Regions from separate parts of the Mus musculus genome. Here region 2 is linked to region 1. The links are chromatin contacts, called in public promoter capture Hi-C maps. All regions are on one chromosome and are shown on one strand. The core of a region is the stretch at or near the end of the contact, and the rest is flanking DNA. Distances in the headings are between cores, read along the strand shown. Region 1 holds the start of Dip2a (disco interacting protein 2 homolog A). Region 2 holds the start of Cstb (cystatin B).

Region 1 (4,191 bases), core at 491-2,990:
CTTATACCCTTTCCTTACATAAACCCCATGTATGTCTAAAACAGTATCAGTATAAGTAGATTTGATTAACTTAAGAGCTACTTCTATCGCTGACATACTTCAGTCCTGCCACAAGTTATGAAGTTTTTGCTTTGAGGAAATAATTTAATTAACTGTAAACTCGTAGCGAGCATTAAAAGCTATATAACCCTACGGAACTGAAATAACCGATATTCTGGAGCCGTAATGAGGAGCAATCTGCAACAACATATTTGATATGCAAAAGCCAAACTACAACTATGCGATTTCCCCTGGGGAGTCATATCAAATCCAGTACAATAGACCTTTTTTCTCAGAATCATTCCCAACCACGCCTCCAAAGAGAATCAAGGATTTTCAAAACGGAGCTGGAGAGATGGCTCAGTGGTTAAGCGCACTGGCCGTTCTTCCAGAAGACCTGGGTTCAAGTCACAGCACCAACATGAATCTAGGACCCAATTCTGGCCTCCAGGGAACACCAGGCACGCATAAGATATACAGACAAACATGCAGGGGAAATGCATATATTTAAAAAGAAAAAGAGAATTCTCAAAAACTCACTAAACCTACCACAGCAAAGCTTAACAATCTAAATGGGGTGGGGTGGGGGGGTGATGGATTCTAACAAGTTCTAATTGCATTTAAGTCTCAAAAGCAGAGTTAACAAGCACAGATGCTTTTCCACCAGGGTTGGAGGTCAGTTTATGGAGAACAGAACTCTTTTCCCAGGCGTCCAAATTGAGGGCGCCACTCCCATCTCTGGAGTTCTATTATTTCCCTAGTCTGTTTCTAACAACCACTTATTTGACTTTTTAACTTTTTAAAAATCCTCACCTAGAGAGGGCTGTCGGGTTGGCCCGGCGAGCACTTGCCCTCTAATCTGACAACCTGAGTTCATTCCCAGAACTCACAAGGTGGAAGGAGAGCACCAGCTCCCAGCTCCGTGCAAGCTGACCTCTGACCTCCCCACGCAGGCACCGTGACCCTTGCCTGTCCCCCACCTCCTCCCCCAGTGTAATTGTATCAAAATTCCGTAAAGGAATAAACCTTTTAAGTGTTAAACACGTTTTACATGTTTATAGGTTAATGCACTTCAGCCTCATAATCCACAAGGCGCAAGTGTACTTTTGCTTCGTTTTCTAGATGAGGAAACTGAGGCTCACGAGGCAGTCTGAGGTTCCAGGGGTGGGGCTCGGCTTCTGCATCCCGGGCTTCCTGCTGGCCGACAGGCTGCAGGGCACACGCTGGAAGCCCGGACCTGGACCGTGGCCTTGACGGTCGGGCAGCAAGAGTGCGCCTAGGCCCACCTCCCAAGCCAGTCCCTCCCGGTGTCCTTCGGAGGCCGGGCACCCGCCAGTCTGCAGAAGCTGGCGGGCTCTCCGGCGAGCGGCCCAGACAGGGATGCCGAGGAGAGGCCGGCGGGGATCCCGTATGAGGGTACCCGCAGGTTCCGGGGGTGACGCTCCCGGAGGTCCCTGGGCGGGGTCTCGGGCGAGGGTCCCTGGCGGGGTGGGGGGTGGGGGGAACCCGCGGCTCACCTTCGGACAGCTCCAGCTCCAGCTCCGCCAGGCTCTCGAGCACCTCGGCGGGCAGCGGCGCCGCCTCCAGAGGGCATCCGCGGTCGGCCATGGCCGGTGGCTCAGGCGTTCCCCCAACCGGGGCCTGCAGACCCGCAGCGGCCGCCCGCAGCCGGCAGCGGGCGGGGCGCGGCCGGGGCTGCTTCGCAGGGGCGCGGGCACGGGCGCGAGCGCGGCTGGCTCCGGCTCCGGGAGCGCGCTGGGGACGCGCGTGCGCGGCTGAGGGGCGGGGCAACGCTTGCGCGGGTACGCCGGGCCGGCCCCGCCCAGCAACTTTAAAGGCTCGGTTCCATTGGCCAATAAGACACGCCGGAGCAGCCCGGAGCTTTACTCCGCTTCGGGGTGCGAGAGGAGCGGCGGGCGGGAGAGCTGGACAGAGGCGCCTCGGGAGACGTGCGACCCCACCGAACGGACTTCAATGTCGCCCAGGTGACCCTCCTCCGGGATCCCCACCTTCTTCTTCCTCAGGAGCCCTGCTGGCACGCTTAATTCTGTCCGCGTTCCTGCTATGGTATCAGCTAACTCTGGCGGGTTTTCTGCCGCCCTTAAAGTGTGTTTGCTTATTCCCTTTCACAATAACCCTGGAAGCACTCTGACATTGACCAAGAAGGAGCTCTGGCAGTGTCTCAGTCCTTGAGATGTCCTTGGGGCATGGAAGCATAGATCTGACATGTTGGAAACCTTAGTGGGATTTTTGAAGGAGCTATTCTCAGAGTGGCGGTATATATACACATATACGTATAAACATGTATATACATACATACATACATACTTACATACATATATATACACACACACACACGCACACACACACAATTTTATTTCTACTACTCATTAGCCACCCTCTTGCCACTGTCTACATATATTAAAAATCCCAGGTAGGCAACAAAAAAGACCATTTTGGAGGCTTTCAGTGAGCCTAATATTACATCCACAAGGAACAGCATAGGAAGGTGTCCCCAACTGATTTTAAAACATCTGATTTGAGCTGACTAATCTGGTTATACAGGCAGGAGGTGTGGTATGCAAACGAGGGACTATTTATTTCCGCAGGTCACAGGTTTATATAGGAAGCAGTCACAAGCTTTGCATGAAAGCTGGTCAACACTTCTCACGTTTCTCTGATCAATGGTTTCTTCTAAGGAAGTGTTCCCTGTCCTCTTGAATGAATAATAGCTGCCGAAAGTTTACTGGTCGAGAAAAAAAAAAGCATCTGGGCTTCGCCTTTCGAGGCGGGTGCACTGTCTGGAGTGGGTGTGGCCAGAGCAAGGTTTCCTGGACCAGGTCTCCTGGATTCAATTGTAGTAGATTAGCTTGCTGCTGGAGTATTTTCACATTGACTGTAAAGTACGGAAAACAGCCAGACTTGAAGGCATTCCAGCAGGTTGCTGGGGAAGGAGCTGCTTAGCTGACAGTCCCTCACTCTAGGCTGCCAGGAATCAGGAAGGGAATGATGTCCTTGTCCTTCAAAGAGCTGAATTTTTATTTATTGACGTCGGAACAAAAAAGTGTTTACAATAAAGACTTAAAAATTCAACACAAAACGTTTTAAGCAGCATTTAACAACACTTTAGAGCATTTAACATTTGTTAAGGTTTATTTTATGTGTGGGTGTTTTGCAGGCAAGTGTGTACCTGTGCACCACATGCATGCAGTACCAAAGAATTCCAGAGAGGGCGCCAGATGTCCTTCAACTGTAAGACTGCCCTTAGCCACCATACTTCATACTACAAAAAAACCCAGAAGTTTCTTCAAAAGCAACAAGCACTCTTAACTGGTGAACTGTCTCTCCAGTCCCCCATTTATCTATTTTTTAAGCATTTAGCCACTGGCTCTAGGGAGCGTTGGATCCTTCTGTCTTTCTCCACAGCTCAACAAGCTGAACAGGGGTATAAACCCTGCATGTTGACCCAGTGAAACAAAATACCTAGCAGGTAAAATGGAACTTCTTAGTAAGAAACAGTGGTCAGCTAATGGCAAACTACAGTCGATCAAGAGCCAAACCCTATGAAATTGCATGAAAAAAAAAAAAAAAAAGTCACCTGCAGCGGTATAATTAGGCCAGGAAGGAAGATCCCAAGTAACTCCAAACAGTAAAATGTGTAAATGAAACAACTCTCTGTAACCATTGGGTCTTCTCTATGGTTGCCACAATTCCCTAATAATGACCTGGGGACTTATTATGAATTAATGCAAGTCCTTAAGCTAGGCTTGTTCCCCAACTGGCTCGTACTCAATTATCCTGTATAGACTATTCTTTATCTACACATGGCTAATTACCCTCCTCGGGTTTATACATCCTACTTCCTCCAAGTCTGCAGTGAATCTCCCGCCTCTCCCAGAGTTCTACTCTCTCTACCAGGAACTCCCACTTCCTGCCTTTTCCGAATAGGCCATCAGCTCTTTATTGACCGGTGATGCTTCCACACAGTGCACAAGAGATTACCCCTACAATTCTCTAAAACCAAATCTGGAGCCTTGTTTAAAAAGCTGGGCCTGTGACATCTGGCTTGGAGGTGCCCATGTATCTATTTTCAAAGATTTTGACCCCCTTAAACTGCCTGGAAAATTTTGCCTGTCCACAGACTAGGGTCCT
Region 2 (4,191 bases), core at 733-3,232, 2.1 Mb after region 1:
TCAGAGGGAGATTCCATAACCCCTGTCTTCTATCCTTGCCTCTAAAGCCAGAACCATGTGACCGAAGCTGCCAAGTTCTGCTGCTTGCTGAGGCTGGGAACTGACCCCCTGCTTTCCTTCACTGCCTGAGCTTGGTTGTCCTGAAACTTGATCTGAAGACAAAACTGGCTTCACACAACTGCTGGGATTAAAGGCATGCACCGCCACACCTGGCTCTAAACTTTCTTTTAATTCCTTTTCACAGGCTGAAAGCTTAGCTGGGCAGACTCTTGCCCTGAAGTCACCATTCCCTTTATGTAAACATTTGGCTTTTCTGTTACCTGTTTAACTCCTTAAAAAACAGGATTTAGCTCCTTTCCACTTCCTGGTGCCCCCTTTTCTGTACATTTTGTATTTTTTACTTCCTCAGCTTGCTCCTTTTCATTATAGATCTTCATAAGAGTGACCACTAACAACCACACAAGAGAGTCGATACTGGGCCATTTTGAAATTTCCTCTGCCAGCTCAACTAATCCCAAAGACTTAAATTTAGCCTCACGAAGACTTTTTAGACAAGAGCAAAAAAGCAACCACGTTCTTAGCCAAAGCTCGAGAACAGTCTGTAGGCCACATACAAATAGTTTTGTCCTCTGAAACCTCTTGAACCAGACCCCCAAAGCTCACATCACCTTCATCACCACTGTCTTCCATATTCCTACTACTATGGCCCTATGAACTATTAAGTGATCAATTGCTTTTCTAACCCAAAATCCACATTCCTCCAAACAAAAGCATGGCCAGGCCTAATCCCAGCAATACTCCAGTGTCTGGTACTAACTTCTGTTTTAGTTTGGGTTGACTGCCACCACCACAAGTCTCCATGTATGTCTGGGCACCACTTGCATCCCTAGTGCCCATTGAGGCCAGGGGGTGGAGAAATAGGATCCCATGGAACTGGAGTTGTGAGCTAGTATGTGGGAGCTGAGAATTGAACTCAGGTCCTCTGGAAGAGCAGCCAGTTTTCTTAACTGCTGAGCCATCTCTCCAGCCCCTCACTTGGCTCTTTGACTGGGTTCCAAATATCAAATTCAGGCTGTCGCACTTCCGTGGCAAGCCCCTTACCATGAGCTACCTCTGCACCCCCAAATTATTTTTTTTAAGCCAAGGTCTCACTGCATAGTCAGGTTAGCTTAGCCTCTCAAGTGCCAGGATTGCAGGTGTATACCATCATGTCCTGCTATCCAACTGTGACAGTTTTGCAAACGGAAACTCGGGTTTGAAGGTCACTCAAGTAAGAGCACTGACAGAGGGCATATCCGGGGTCCTCATGGTTCCCAGCCTGTGTTGGGTGTGTGAGAATAGAGTCTCACCCAGAATAGACCACCTACCCAGCTCTGTGGGGCTGGGGCTGGGATCCCCAAGCCCCGCCTACCGCCTGACAAGGCCATGTCATTCAAAAAGAATGGAATTCCCAGATAAGCTCTTATTTCATGGGGTTATCCGGACCCAAAAACTAAGTCCACGTTGGGGAGGGGAGGAAAGGATGGGGCCAGGGGTCAAGGAACAGGGATCTGAGACTTCTAGGTCCTCAATCATCTATTTCTGTATCCACTCTATGGAAGGAGGGATAGGGACCCATCAAGACCCCCACTTAATAGTCACAGGACAAGGGGAAATTGAGATGTCCAGGGCTGTACTTCGTGTCCACCTACTCCATGGAAAGACTAGGACCCCTTCTCACATCTCTGCATCCTGTGAGGACCCGGAAGCCCCTAAGCCGGGTCAGAGATACTCCTACAATCACTTCACGACCATTGAGGGGCAATCAGGACTCCCAGCCTCCAAACCCTTCTTAGCGTCCGTTCAGGGAAAGGACGTGAAGCACCCACCATGCCTCACCCTCCGCCCACGCCCAGCCTGGGTCTCCTGACTCTGCCTGGAACGGAGGGTGGTGACAGTAAAGAGAGCGAGCGAGAGGGTGCGGCGCCCCGCCCCGTCGCTCTGTCACGTGCTACGGGTCCGGGGGGGCGGAGCCAAGCCAGGTTTTTCTAGGGTCCAGGCACCCAGGTCTCCTAGTTGGATCTGTCTTCAGCTTCTCCGTGCTACCCCGACTACTGCTGCCAAGATGATGTGTGGCGCGCCATCTGCCACAATGCCAGCCACGGCCGAGACGCAGGAGGTCGCCGACCAGGTGAGGCTGGGCCCAGGTCAGGCCAGTCTGAGCCAGGCCTGCGGAGACCCGGCGGCCTCAGGGACCGGCCTGCCCAGACTGGTCAGGTCCTGCAGCGGGTTTCCGGGGCGGCCACAAGTGTGACTGGGAGCTGGGGGCTCTGGATCTGGTTGGAAGATTCAGGGCCGGGAACTGGGGCGAGTCTTCTGCCGCTTGCATACAAGAGGGCCACTCACCTATTAGGGAACTAGCCCCGGGATCGGTGGAGGGATCCGGTGGTCCCAGAGAATTCAGGAAGGCAGCTGTTAGAACCTAGACGGCACCTTTTTGACTTACACCCAGGCCTAAACAAGAGAAAGCCAGACTGGGCTACTGTGCTTGTCTCCTCAAAAGAAAGAGCTAGGACTGTTTAGCTCAGTGGCAGGAATTCAACTGATACCACCACCACCATCACCAACACCGCCCCTCAGGGAAAAAAAAAAGGATCAAAACCAGAAGTTGTAGAACTTGCTTGTGCCTAGTCTGAAACGAGGGGGTGGACCTTGGGCCTGGGCTGCCCTTCCTGTGACTGTTAGCAGAGCAGAGATTCAGTACAAGGTAGGGGGAGGTTCAGGGTATTAGCAAGAGAAGAAAAGTTAAACAAATCCTCTCTTCAGCTCTCCTGCCACGCCCCAAGCCCAGGACCCTGTCCACTAAGCCTAGCTGATCTTGGGAGGTGTTTGCTCTGACTGAAGTGGCCAAGAAGGAGTGAGTCAGCTCCATGAGACCCTAGAAATGAGGAAATGTTACAGACACACTGGCCAGGCAAGGGAACCTTGGCCACGTGCCACATCAGCACTCAGGAGGCAGAGACAGGCGAGTCTCTCTGAATTTGAAGCCAGCCCAGTTTGCTTAGTTCCATGCCAGCCATAGCTACATAGTGAGACCCTGTCCCCCCCCCCCCCAAAAAAAAGGAGCTGTGTTGTTCTTTATCAGTGGGGCCAACAGTTTACCATGTCCCCCGGAATGAGGAGTATTGAAGGCTGGCAGTGTGTGTGTGTGGGGGCACCTGTGCATGAATCTAAGTCCTTCCTTCTCACCCACCATCCAGGTGAAGTCCCAGCTTGAATCGAAAGAAAATCAGAAGTTTGATGTCTTTAAAGCCATATCCTTCAAGAGACAGATAGTGGCTGGCACCAACCTCTTCATCAAGGTGGGTACTGATAGTAGCTTGGCATGAACTGGGGACATAGTCTCAGAGTAGAGCAGAGTGTCCTGCAACTTCCTGCAGAGAACCCCTTAAGGGGACATGTACATGTTCTGAGAGGATGAATTTGGGGTGTTAGGGTTCCCGGCCTTAAAGGAGGAGACAAGGGTTATCACTGGCTAAGTTAGTGGCTGGTGGCCTGTTCTGGCTCAGTTTCTAAGGCTGGGTTAAGCCTGGAACTGGAACCTTACCTTTCACTCACATGTCTGTCTGTCTGTCTTCCTCCAGGTTGATGTTGGTGGAGATAAATGCGTGCACTTGAGGGTGTTTCAACCCCTCCCCCATGAAAACAAGCCTTTGACCCTGTCTTCCTATCAGACCAACAAAGAAAGGCACGATGAGCTCTCCTACTTCTGATTCGGGGCTCCTTTGCACCTGTGTTTGGGACCACGTAGTAAAACCCCCCTCGGTGATGGAGAGAAGGGAGTTGAGCAGCTTCTGTTGTGATTCTCAAACTGCGTTGTATTTTGCATCCTTCCAAATAATTATTTTCAGAAAACTGTATATGATCTCTCTAAATATATATTTTTAGAGACTATATGAATTGTGTCCTTAGTTTTAATTTTTTTCCCCTTTGTTTGAAAAATCACAGTCACACCAGGCAGTGGTGGCTCATGCCTTTAATCCCAGTACTCAGGAGGTTAAGGCCAGACTGGTCGGTCTACTGAGTGAGTTCCAGGACACCCAGGGCTACACGGAGAAACCCTGTCTCCAAACAAACAAATCACAGTTATAATGTAGCTATACCAAGAAAAGGCAAGTGATGTGTTTATTTTACTTCTACATTTATTTACGG

The links. Promoter capture Hi-C pulls out the DNA fragments that hold promoters and counts their contacts.
Region 2: a promoter capture Hi-C map of cranial neural crest shows a contact between it and region 1. The contact joins the promoter of Cstb here to the promoter of Dip2a in region 1. A contact is called at or near these places in 2 of 39 promoter capture datasets (cranial neural crest and pre-B cells) and 1 of 9 other capture datasets (adipose tissue).

Annotation. Positions count from the first base shown.
Region 1 is chr10:76,343,551-76,347,741 of GRCm38.p6, forward strand. Dip2a (disco interacting protein 2 homolog A) reads right to left here and starts at 1,741. Exons shown (of 38, transcript NM_001081419.2): 1 at 1,557-1,741. The coding sequence starts at 1,647. It overlaps Gm40699 (a long non-coding RNA gene), which reads left to right and starts at 1,745. Exons shown (of 2, transcript XR_871838.2): 1 at 1,745-2,024; 2 at 3,218-3,707.
Region 2 is chr10:78,423,688-78,427,878 of GRCm38.p6, forward strand. It overlaps Cstb (cystatin B), which reads left to right and starts at 1,983. Exons shown (of 3, transcript NM_007793.3): 1 at 1,983-2,170; 2 at 3,240-3,341; 3 at 3,624-3,935. The coding sequence starts at 2,105. The coding sequence ends at 3,752.